2 separate regions of the Ovis aries genome follow, and region 1 is linked to region 2. A link is a contact called in public Hi-C data. All regions are on one chromosome and are shown on one strand. Each heading gives the region's core, a stretch centred on a gene start, on an enhancer-like site or on the middle of the called end of the contact. The rest is flanking DNA. Distances are from core to core; before and after follow the strand shown.

The links. Hi-C and Micro-C count contacts between places; a contact is called where the count stands out from the background.
Region 1: a Hi-C map of muscle shows a contact between it and region 2, with 2.4 times the contacts expected there. The contact joins two enhancer-like sites.

The regions. Positions count from the first base shown.
Region 1 is chr2:13,424,164-13,430,265 of ARS-UI_Ramb_v3.0, reverse strand. All of the region lies in intron 4 of PALM2AKAP2 (PALM2 and AKAP2 fusion), which reads left to right. Among named protein-coding and RNA genes, the nearest start is that of PALM2AKAP2, 260 kb to the left of the region's middle. Within about 2 kb of position 1,570, at least 3 of the 54 cell types and tissues checked have an H3K27ac peak or open chromatin away from gene starts, as enhancers often do. A contact at or near this core is called in muscle, where this site is marked.
Region 2 is chr2:13,358,266-13,364,501 of ARS-UI_Ramb_v3.0, reverse strand. The region is part of intron 6 of PALM2AKAP2 (PALM2 and AKAP2 fusion); the gene reads left to right. Among named protein-coding and RNA genes, the nearest start is that of C2H9orf152, 220 kb to the right of the region's middle. Within about 2 kb of position 3,346, at least 15 of the 54 cell types and tissues checked have an H3K27ac peak or open chromatin away from gene starts, as enhancers often do. A contact at or near this core is called in muscle, where this site is marked.

The DNA.
Region 1 (6,102 bases), core at 321-2,820, 68 kb before region 2:
TTTCCACGCCAAGTTCTTCTTCTTCCAGGAACACTTCAGCTACTCTTCACTTGGCTAATTCCTACTGATTCTTCAGGCCTGAGTTAAAATACTTTCACTAAGTCCTGAACACTGGTTTGATGTCCACCAGAAGCATTGCTAGCCTACAACTTACTGTATTATAGGACATTTGAAGCCATTTTCTCTCTCTCCCTTCCTCCAGCCTCAGCTTCCTGCAAGCTAAGAGAGTGTTCACTTTTGTATTGCCAGATCCTAGCATACTGCTCGGCACAAAGGGCTTTCATATACATTTACTGGAAGGAGGAATAACAGAATGAAACAAAACAGGTGGCACACCAATGATCGCCCTAAGTTTAAATGTTTGTGAAATTTCTCTCTGATGAGCATCTTCTATTGAGTTTGGTGCTCTTGTCTCCATTACTTTGGTTGACAGTTCATTATGACATGAAGTAAAGGAAGGAGATTGTTTTCTTGGCCCGGCTTTTATTTATCTAGAAGTGTGGACAAGTACTGTCCTGAGCAAATGGCCATGCTTATTACTCATTGCTCTGAAGGGTTGGCATAATATTCATTTGGAACTATATTATCAAATAGATACTCACTGAGAGTCATACATAGCAGTGGGCAAGATGTTGGAATTATACAAAACAGGCCATACTCTTCTCCCCTGCTCTTAGGATCTAACAGTCTAGGCATCCCATGGGTGGAATATACATATGACAGCTGCTGGGAGATGTCGTACTTGTTATCTAGCGAGTAGAAGTTCAGAGAAAGGAATCATCATTGAGGGCCTTATAACTGGGGCTTTTACCCTGGTGGAATATGGATGAGATCAATCTTTCTAACATGGGTTCATTAATTCAATAAAGATTTATCAAAATGCTTATGATAGAGGCCAAGCAACTAGGTTAGAGATAGCAAAATGGTACAGTTGCTGCCCTCAAGAGACCTATAGTCCACTCAGTTATAATGGAAGACCACTCTTCAAGGTTAACTGTGAGTTTTCAGAGATCTCCTGAACCTTCTGCACTTTTGTTTCTGTTGCTCATGATTCCCATCATTTGATGTTAGGAGGTCCCCTTCCGAGAAGTACTTCTTACCACGAAGAGAGTTAACCTTGGCTTCAGACAGCACAGCATGGTCCCAACTCAGAATTTTCAATACCTGAATCTTTTAAATAAGTGCTGTTTCCACTTCTAAAAAGTAAAAAATAACCACGTTTAATGTGCCTCAAGTCATTGGAAGGAAATTCCAGCCTTGTAGGAAATGAATTACGAAGGCTGTGTTGGGACATGAGCTGAATGAATGTCACTCAGAGGGGGCAAGTACACATGGATAGCATCCCGTGTAGCCAGACAGGGAAGTGGGGGCCCTTCCTTGACCTCAGTAAGGCCTTGGCCCCTTGTAGCCCCATGTTGGATCCCAGATCTGGAGCTGGACTTGGTTTACTGGATGATGCAACCATGAGGACACCGGCCATGTGGGTGTTGGAACGGAGCTTCACTGGCAATGTCAGCTGGTTGCCATGGACGCTCCATGCTGACCAAGCTCACTTGGCTTGTCACAGCCCAGCCACCTGTTGTAAACAGCTGGGGCAGCCTGGCTCCACTCGGAGGTTGTTACTATCTCTAGCGTGTTGTCTCTGCCTGGAGTGGGGAGGGGAGCGTGGACACAATGAGGACAGGAACCAGCCCACTGCTGTTCTCATGGAGTCACCCTCTTTATCAGGAGTGGTGGTCCAGGCTTGGCTAGCATGAGGTCTTCCTTCTGCACAGGATCTGCCATCTCTTTGAAGGCAAGAGAACCACAGGCCTTACTAGAAGCAGCTCTGGAGAAAAGACTAGAATAACAGGTTGGAACCAGGTCCTAGAGGGCTTTGAATACTGACCCTTTGGAATTTATCCTTGAGCCCATGGAGCATGATGAACTGTTTCAGAGCAGGGGAGTTGTAATAAACCTGGAGTGAAACTGGGACACTGGTTCACTGCTGCAGTTAGGGAAAGAGGGAGACAGAGAAGTCAAGGATAGACTGGGAACCAGCTGGGCAGGCGACTAGTTTATGTTGAACTGGTAAGACTGAGGAAGAAGACCTACCAACAGAAGATGGACTAGGGCACCAGAAGGTGGATAAAACAGGTCACTCACTTGCCAGGGTCCAGCCCCGGTGGATCCAGGGTAATTCGAAGGGGAGATGGAATCGGCATCCTAGGAAAAAGCTATTTAATTAGAAATATAAAGAGAGATTAGAAGAGAATAGTGTAGTAGGAAAATTAGTGGAGAAAAAGATGCTGAATAACTTGGTTTAGGTGGAATACCAATAAAACTCCAAGGCAAGGAATTTGCACCATCTATGTAGGCCACTGGTGCCCACTTGAATAGTGGAGGGTGCCCCACCTTGGGCTCCCTCTTGCGTGGGTCTTAGGAAGCCAGGGCAAGTAAGTAGAGCATCCACGCTCCAGATGGGAATTCAGCCAGAAGGGGAAAGAAAGAATGACCTGGGGGAATCAGTCTTTCCAGAAACTGATCCATTTTCTTTATTTTCAGGTTTGCTTATATATTTTTTGTTATACATAGGGATGAATACAGAGTCACACAGGGTCAGCAGACCTGACCCTTGTCAAAATCAGGTGCTTCATATAAAAGTATACAAAGGTCTTAGGGGTTTTACATCATCTTCTGGCCATGAGGCCTGCTGACATTTTATGGCCCTTTCTGATAACGGTCAGTCAACCAGAAAACTTATTTTTTCCAGGGGTGATTTTTTCTTAAACTAGGCGCCACCCTCCAAAGGCACCAGATAAAGTTGCATTCCTATAGGGTGAGGGTGCAGGGGGTTATAATCAAGAAAAGGAATTTACTTAGCCTAAGGTTTAACATGGTTGATATCAAAGGTTAATACTTATTTCTCCCATATGCTAGTTATATTCATTATAAGGGCTGGGAATATGGAGATTTAGCAGCAAACATTGGCTCAACAAATGAAAAACCCTTCACCAATATAATTTCTAATGAACCCACTATACTATACTAATAATTTTCTAACTTCTCAAAAGAATCTGAATTTAGAAAGTTTACAGCATCTCATGCCTCTCATGGCTGGGAGACTGTAAACAATCACATGTGGCTGGATGAACCTGCTCAGGCAGGCTAGAGAACCTTCAGAGGAGTTTGTAAGTTGAAACACTCTTGTCACGCCCAGGAATTTTTTATTAACTTGGAACTGTAAGTTAACTCCTTCTCCGAAAGAGGTGGTGGGGGTCAGCCCCTCGTAAAGTCAGAGGTGTAGGTGAGAGCATAAAACAGTAAAGTAGGCAGACTCTGGTTTTGGGAGTAGATGCTCAGGAACGGGGTGTCTCCTGAGGCTTGATCCTGCCTTTGCGTAATGTTGAGCCTCCTTCCTCATGACCTTTGCCATGGGCGGAGTTCCTCACGCTGGCTCCCAGTACTCACTAATCTCAAGAGCCTCATGCTTGAGCATCAACCGAGGTGGCCCAAGGCTCTGGAGAGGCACTGGTGCACCATGAAGGACTGCTCGCAACCTTGGAACCAATTCTAGACCTGCTCAGTAGTATCTTCACAGTCAGCGCCATTGTCTTCCCCTTCATTCTCCCTATCCCTACGTCCCTCTCTCTTCTGAACCCCCTCCTTCTCTTCTTTATTATTATTATTGCTGTTGATCTCAGCAATATCTTGAGCCCAGAGTTCTCCCATATATTAGGGGTTCCTCTTCCCATATGAATGACTGGGCAGGGATTATTACAAGATGCAGTGAAAAGAGTATGTTCTTGAGCATTGACTGACCTTGGTCTGAGCCTCAGCTCTGCACTTGGTTTATGGCATGGGACTTTGGGCAAGCTGCTTAACTCATCTGTAAAGCAGGGATCAATAATAGGCATCTCCTTTGGCTTTTGTGAGGTTTCACTTAGTTAGTGCACATGAAGTGTCTAGTCTATGCCTAGCACATCACGGGTCCCAGCTCCTGTTAGTGTCCTTTTGTCTTTCTCCTCTTACAGTTCAGAGCTTGTCCTTCTGTGGATTTTGTTTCTCTCTAGCCAGTAGCAGAACCTTAATGGGAGGGATGTGATTGGAACAGTAGGGCTCTTTCATTATAAAGTCAATTGGGCCATCTCCTCATTTTAACCTTACTGCCTCATCATAGATCCTGCTGGTCTCTCCCCATACATGTACAGTGCCACTGGCTGACTTGGAGATCCAAGGATGCACGTGACCAATTCACTCTGGGAGGAACTCCCTGTCCAGGGGGATCCCAGCCAAACTCTTACCCTGGTCCAGAGGAGAGAACGTGGGGGAGAAGGGTGCATGGGGGTGCAAGCCTGCACTCAATGCCACGGGTACCCAGGAGCTCCTTTGTGCAAGTCCTTAGGATGAGTGCTGGGGTTCCTAAGATAACAGTGGACTGGCGTTTGCACTTGGAATTTCATAGTCGTGCTTGACCTCGTGAGCCAGGTATCGCTCCTGGCTCTGGTTGTTGAGTGATCAGATGTACAGATGAGAGCTGCTCCTTAAGCAAAGGGCTAAGGACCCCCATGTGCTGGAGAGTATGCTGAGCCAGCCTCAGCCTCAGGGTGGGGACTCTGGGAGAATACCCTGCAGGGCCTTACTGCTGCTTTCCAAAAGTGGGAAGAGCCAGGGGCCTCAGGGTCCATGTCAACGCAGTGACGGGCCTTCAGGGTAGGGAGGACATGGGTTTTGGGAAGGGCTGGCTGTATTGGACCATAGGGTCACTGTTTAGGTTGTTCATCACTCGACTTTGGGGATACCTACCATAGCCCACTGATGATGTCAGTGGGCTTATGTGACGTGACTCCTATAAAAATGAGATGATTCAAAGACTCCCAGCCACTGCCTCCTGAAGGCTGGAACCTCAGGATCTTCTTAGCCAGAATTTCTCCCTGTTATAGAGCAGCTAACAAGGTAGGTTCACAGGCTTTGGATGGAGACTTCTGCATATACCACTAAGGGCAAGCACACTGTTCCTTGGAGAGCAAAGGAACAAAGCATTGAGAGTAATGGACATTTTAATGTTAATATGCTGAGCTTTCTGTTCTCAAGTACACAGCAGCAATTTCCTCCCAGATAGATATTCTCACACTACTCAGTTGATGGAATATGACTTTACCCGCCACTAGATGGCGCCCCATGTGCGTATAAGCCTCTCCTACATTAAGACCTTGAGTTAGTTGTGATGCAAAGAGCCGACTCATTGGAACAGACCCTGATGCTGGGAAGGTTTGAAGACAAACGGAGATGAGGGCGGCAGTGGATGAGATGGTTAGATAGCATCACTGGCTCAATGGACATGAATCTGAGCAAACTCCGGGAGACAGTGAAGGACAGGGAAGGCTGGTGTGCAGCAGTCCAGCGGGTCTCAGAGAGCTGGACATGACATTAATTCCCAAACACACTACCTCAGTTGGTGGAATATGACTTCACCCGCCACTAGACGGCGCCCCATGTGCTTATAAGCCTCTCCTACGTTGAGAACTTGAGTTATATTTTCCAGAGTTTTAAAAACATGTACACACACACACACACGAATTTTAACACAATTATCAATTATTTAATTTTCCTTTTAGCATTCAAATGATGGGTTTATTCACATTCTCTGGAAATTTGGTTTAATGTAAAGAATCTATGGGTATTCTTGAATGCTATGGACCACAAATCATGATTCAGAGGATGCATTGAATTTATTCCATTAAATAGTAGTTTTGGTCTGTCTTGTAAAGTAGTGCATGTGGTGTTTAACATAATAGTATTTAAATTCAATTTTTTTAAGACACCAGAGGAGAAAGTGAGAACACAAATTAAATAATACTTACTCGATGGCAGGCAATGTTCTAAGATGTTTTAAATATTAACTCATTTAATTTTCAGAGCTTAGAAATAGCTCTTCCGTATACATCACTATGGGCTTCCCTTGTGGCTCAGCTGGTAAAGAATCCACCTGCAGTGTAGTTGACCTGAGTTCAGTCCCTGGGTTGGAAAGATCCCCTGGAGAAGGGAACAGCTGGCTGCGCACTCCAGTATTCTGGCCTCGAGAATTTCATGGGTCGCAAAGAATCGGACATGATTGAGCGA
Region 2 (6,236 bases), core at 2,097-4,596:
AATGTCTTACACTACAGCTGTGTCCCTCATTGACCTGACCTATCTGGTTTTTATAGTGTTATGCCCAGAGTCCGAGTCCCCAAAACTGAGAGAATAAGACGTCCACAGCAATGCAAAAGCATAAAGGGGTTTATTACTAGCTCGAGCCAGGGCCCAGGTTTCATCCAGCACAGTGGAATCCAGCAAGGGCCCCGAGCTCTGAATCACATATACTTTTATACAGACGGTTCTTTGTTTCTGTAACAGCATAGCTGATTGGTTAAACCGTATGCGCAGCGCGGGACTTTTAAACCTCCCATCCCTATCTGGATTGGCTCGGGTCTGGCGCGGGCGGGGGGCTACGGGGATTTTTCTGATTGGTCTACTGCGGGAGTTCCCAGAGCCTCAGCTTTCCTCAGGCCTAGCCTGCCCCTTAGAGCCTGTCCTGGCTTCAGTTTGGTCCTAACAATAGGAGTTTGTGGCCCTTGCTCTGAACAATCCTAGAGGGAAAAGTTGAAGATTTCTGGTCAGAGCCACAGTTTGCCAAATGAACAGCTAGAGACAGAGAATGAGACAGGAAGGCCAGTTAGGGGCTACTGCTAGATAAAGTGGGGTGACTGTCATGCAAAAAAGGAAGAGATGAATTAGAGGCTCTCATCAAGGGAAACCTGATAGACTTAACATACAGGGGGACAGGGAGGAGGCAGCAGAGTGTTCAATGTCTAAAAAAGCTTAGCCCTGAAGCCAGGGCATTCAGACAGCAGCTCTGTTGCTTACAATTTGTATGACCTTTGAGTACCTCCGCTAATCATTCTGTCCTTGGTTTCTTCCTCTATAACATAGGGATGAGTGATCTAGCAGCATCTGTCTCACAAGGCTGTCATGAAGGGTGGATGAGTTAATATTTGTAATTAACATTGTGTTCAATACAGAATATATGCTTACTATGATCTGTCAGCTCTAGGTGGTAGGTATGCTAGAGTGGGTTATGTTATATTTTGTATTTTCGTTTTTTCAGTATTGCTTTAAAATAATGTTCTTCAAAAAGAGAGATTGCAGAGCCAGACTTCTTAAACTCCCACCTGCCTATGAAACATTTGATAATCTTGTGGAAAGGCAGTTTTGGGTTCAGGAGGTAGCAGACAGGGTCCTTGCCTGCATGCTAAGTTGGCTTCAGTTGTGTCCTACTCTTTGCAACCCTATGGACTGTAGCCCGCCAGGCTCCTCTGTCCATGGGATTCTCCAGGCAAGAATACTGGAGTGGATTGCCATGCCCTCCTCCAGGGCATCTTCCCAACCCAGGGATTGAACCTGGGTTTCCCACATTTCAGGTGGGTTCTTTACCACTAGCGCCACCTGGGAAGCCCAGGGCAAAGTCCAAGATTCTGCATTTCTAACAGGTCCCCAGGTGGTCCAATGTTGCTGGCCCACCGGCGAGGCTGTAAAGGAATCGAGATCCATCGATGTTTCCAGGACAGAGGACTATTTTGGTTATCCACTGCAGCAGTACAAATCACCCAAAGCTAGTAGCTTAAAACAATATTACCGTCATTATTGTCTTTGTTATTGTTACTATTGTCTCGTTCAATTCAGCTGTGCAGTTCTTGCTCAGGATCTCACAGTAGCTGGGGCTTACTCATCTCGAAGCTCCCTCATGCTTTGCCGTGCCCTGGGACCTCAACTGGGGCTATCAGCCAGAACTTTACCTGTGACTCTCGAAGTGGCACGAGGCTCTTCATGGTCCAGCAGCTGGGTTCCAAAAACAGGTGTCCCTAGAGAGAGAGCCAGGCTGAAGCTGTGTCACCTTTTCTAACCTAGCCTAAAGTCACTCAGTGTCACTTCTGCCACGTACTAGTCTTTAGAAGCAAGTCGGGCTCTGGCACACAGCATGGTGATTATAGGAAATGATTATTATATACATATGCGAGTGTGTGTGTGCTCAGTCGTGTCCAGCTCTTTGTGACCCCATTCATTGTAGCCTGCCAGGCTCCTCTGTCCATGGGATTTTCCTAGCAAGAATATTGGAGTGAGTTGTCATGCCCTCCTCTAGGGGATCTTCCCAACCCAGGGATCGAACTTGCTTCTTCTGAGTCTCCTGCATTGGCAAGTGTATTCTTTACCGCTGAGCCGCCTGGGAGGCCATTATATATGTAGAGAGAGTATGTAATCCACAAAGAGTTATATACCTGAAAGTTGCTAAGAGACTAGCTCTTAAATGATCTCACAAAATAGAAATGAAAGAAAAAGTGACCCAATATGTATTTTGAAATGAAAAGAAGCTGTGTCCATGAGGGTTGCACTGGTCTTAAATTTAAAATGCCAGGGCTGAAATCCCAACTCTACCCTTCACTGGGCAGGGAACTCCCATGCATAGCGTTGTACTTTGGCATCCATTTCTACATCTTGTAAAAGGTTTTTCTTCTTTAGAGATCTGAAAGGAATGTGAGTGAGCCCAGCAAAGTGCCTGTGACTCAAATGATTGTTGGTAATTTGTTGTTGAATAAGAAATCCAGAGAAGTGGTGGGCATATTTCACATCAGGCAGAGGAGTCATCACTGATCCAAACACAAGAGTGCAGGTGACTAATAATGGTCCTGAGTGATGAGGCCAAATGACTGGATGCCTAGACATTAAAATATGATATATTCAAGGGTTAAAAAAAAAAGTGAGTGATGAAAGCTAGCCCATACACAGGGGAGGGCTCCATGTCTTGAAGGGAGAAATACCAAAGGATTTGGAGCTCTGTCTTAAAACCCTTCAGGGGTTTTACTTCCCTGCTTAAGGAAGTTCTGGCAGGAACAGAGAGCTGAGGATGAGTGTCCTAGGGAAAGCTGACATGGTTGTGTTTAAATTAAATGAGTTTGAAGTGCCGGGTGGGCCAAACGGGGCTTTTCCTGCAGTAGGCAGGGACATGTGTGTATCGGTCTCCATTACTAGACTGTTAGCTTCCTGAAATCACAAACTTGGCTCTTTTCTCTGTGATAGTCCCAGTGCAGTGGTCCAGCACAGCACTTGACACACAGAGAGGACCTGGTACATATTTATTGGATGAATGAATGAATGAATGGGAAGAGGGTTAGGACCTAGACTGTGGGGTCTGGAATTCTGGCAGCTTTTCCCAGGCTTGGCCTTAGGGCAGTGCTCCCAAGGAGAGAGAGACTCCTGTGTCTGCTCAGAGACCCCTGCGGCCCTGGGGTGTGGTCTGTGCTGTCGGTCAGGGGGCAGGGGGCCATGGGAGACCTAGATTTGCTGGGAAACCTCACTCTTCCACTAAATAGAAACTGAAACTGGAATCGCAGGAGACAATGAAGATCAACAGCGCTATTTTGATTCTCAGGCTATCTCACTCCTAAACTGCTCTCTCCACTTCCTGTTTATAGCCTCAGAAGAGTCAAAGGGACCAAACCTCTGAGGCGAAGGTTTCCTCTGGGGATTTCTAGGCAGATCAGCAGCAGGAAACCGTCAGGACTCTGCCAAGACAGATGTTTGTCGTTCAGCCAACCTGGCAGGTGTGATGGTGCCCTCGCTGGGGTGGGCAATGCGGGTTTGTGAAAGAGGAGCCTCCAGCTCTGCGTCTGGCCCTCAGCATCCACCCCTCTTACCCAGATCCCCACCCCCTGAATCCTGGGGACTGCATGTGAAGTTAGTTGGTACAAGGGCACTGGAGGGGGGGGCAGCCGCGGGGGCTGCAGGTGTGGATCTCCAGCTGGGCTGCGTGGGCAGCTGCGTTTCACTTTCAAACGCCTGGGAGGAAAGACTGTCTGTGGCCGGCCATCTGTCCTCACAAGAGGAATCTCAGGATTTCCTCCAATGACAGAACAAGATCCCCAGGTTTTCAGAGAATGGCCTAGACCCAGTTCCTATCCTGGCTACAAAACTCTGGAGCTTGACACAGCTAGAAGGACACTCGGGAAATTCGGGGCCAAGAGAAAACGGTGACAGAAAAGCAATTGAACAGTGGTAGGATTGCAAATTACAAGGCCCTGGGATCTGATGCTTCTTCCCTGTACGCCACACCCCTCATCATACACACCCACCCACCCACACACACACCCCTCCCAGAAAAATGAGACCTTTCAGCTGACACTTGAAAAACTAGAAGAGCAACCACGTGGAGAATATTCCAGGCAGAAGGGATGCTGGTCACAAAGGCCAGGCAGCTCCACTGCTGAGGTCTGGGTCAGAGAGGACAGCTTGTGGCTCCCTCCATACCCTCTGCTTCCCCGCATCTGGGCCTCTGAGCCTGATCTCATTTACTATCCCCTCCCCCACCCCTATTCTAACCTGCTAGCATCTTTCCCATCCACTGTCACTCCTGAATTCATTCCCCAAAGGGTAGCAGGTAGCAATATTGGTCCACAAACTCCTGTGCAAGAAATAACACTTAATTTAATCAAATGATGGGGGACTCTGAGTCCCAGTGCTACTGGCCTGGCAGACATCCCATCCCAGGCATTCTTGGGAGTCCATTTTCAGACTCCTGCTGAGGTGCCATGCTCACTGGGGTAGAGGCCCACCATCCCTGGTCCTCACTTCTGTCTGGTGTTCTGGCCCTTACAGTCCCTTTGGGGCTTAAGTCTACATGGCTCCTGAGCCAGGCCTGGGGCCAAGAACGAGGCAGAGGCTGGGAACCCTGGGACTCAGCATCCAGTTTCCCTGTGTACACACAGCAGCAGCAGCCTGTGATCTCTCTCCTCTGTGATCTGTGATCTCTCTCCTCCCTCCCCAGTGTGGCTAAACTGACCTCTCCTCCAGCTCCAGCTCCGGGAGGAAAGTACACCCCACCACCACTGACCAGGCCTAGCGTCATCTCCTTCATGAATTTCGGCTTTTGCAAAGGACCCGAAGGACCACTGACCAAAAGCAGCTTCTCCTACAATCTCTCCTCTGCCCTCAGCACTAGAACACAAAACTCACCCACCTGCTACAACTGGAAAGGAGAGTGACACATAGGAAGTACCCACCCAGATGTTTCCTGGACCTTGCCCATGGGGTCTCTCTGTTCTCAGAGAGGCAATCCACCCAGCCCCGGGGAACTTGAACTCCCTGAGAACAATGCTTCTCTAACCAGCTGTGGCAGTGGATCAGATTTTATTTTCTTCTCTTTAAATTTCCAATTCATCTCAGAACAATACTTTCATAATATTTTTTATTTAAAAAAATGAAATGGAATAAAAAGGTCAGGAGAATATAGATACCAACTTTTTCTAATTATCTTCAACAAATTGCTATGAAAGTTTCTAAACATTTCTCTGCATTTCTAGACTGACCTCATCACAGAGGAATAACCATCCATGGAGGAACAAAAATTAGTGGGTCTCACACTTTGAGGATCATTGCCTTAGAGGGATTAAAAGCAGGGGTGGGGTCTCCTCACCCTCCAAAATGTGGAGCTTTGTCAAGTATAGACTCTGTAAGGGATGCAAGTAGAAGCTAGAAGTAGGCCCAGCCATTTACCAGTGAGCCAAGAAACTAAAATTCAGCGTCCTTTACAGCTGCTTCTACTGCGGACATGCAGGCAGGTTAGGGGTCTGGAGCCATCTCCGGAGCATGCTGACGGCCTTGACCTGGGGTCAGGTCACAGCTCTGAGCCTCAGCTGCCCGTCTGTACAATTTGGATAACAGTACAATCTCATAGGGTGGTTGTGAATACTGGATGAGTTAGGAAGTGGGTGATCATATAGACTTATGCCTGGAAAATAGTAATGCCTGCGTACTGTTTTTAAGAAGTTTCCTCCATGAACGATAAGGACCTACTGTATATCACAGGGAAGTATGTTTAATACCTTATAATAACCTATAGTGAAAAAGAATCTGAAAAAGTGTGTGTGGTGTTGTTGAGTCGCCAAGTTGTGTCCGACTCTTTGTGACCCCATGGACTGCAGCAGGCCAGGCCTCCCTCACTATCTCCCGGAGTTTGCCCAGGTTCATGTCCATTGAGTCAGTGATGCCATCCAACCATCTCATCTCATGTATACATATACATGCTGGGAGGAATTGGGGGCAGGAGGAGAAGGGGATGACAGAGGATGAGATGGCTGGATGGCATCACCGACTCGATGGACGTGAGTTTGAGTGGACTCCCGGGAGCTGGTGATGGACAGGGAGGCCTGGTGTGCTGCGATTCATGGGGTCACAAAGAGTCAGACATGACTGAGCAACTGAACTGAACTGATACTTATATAACTGACTCACTGTGCTGTATACTTGGAATTAACACATTTTAAATCATTGTAAATCAACTAAACTTCAATAAA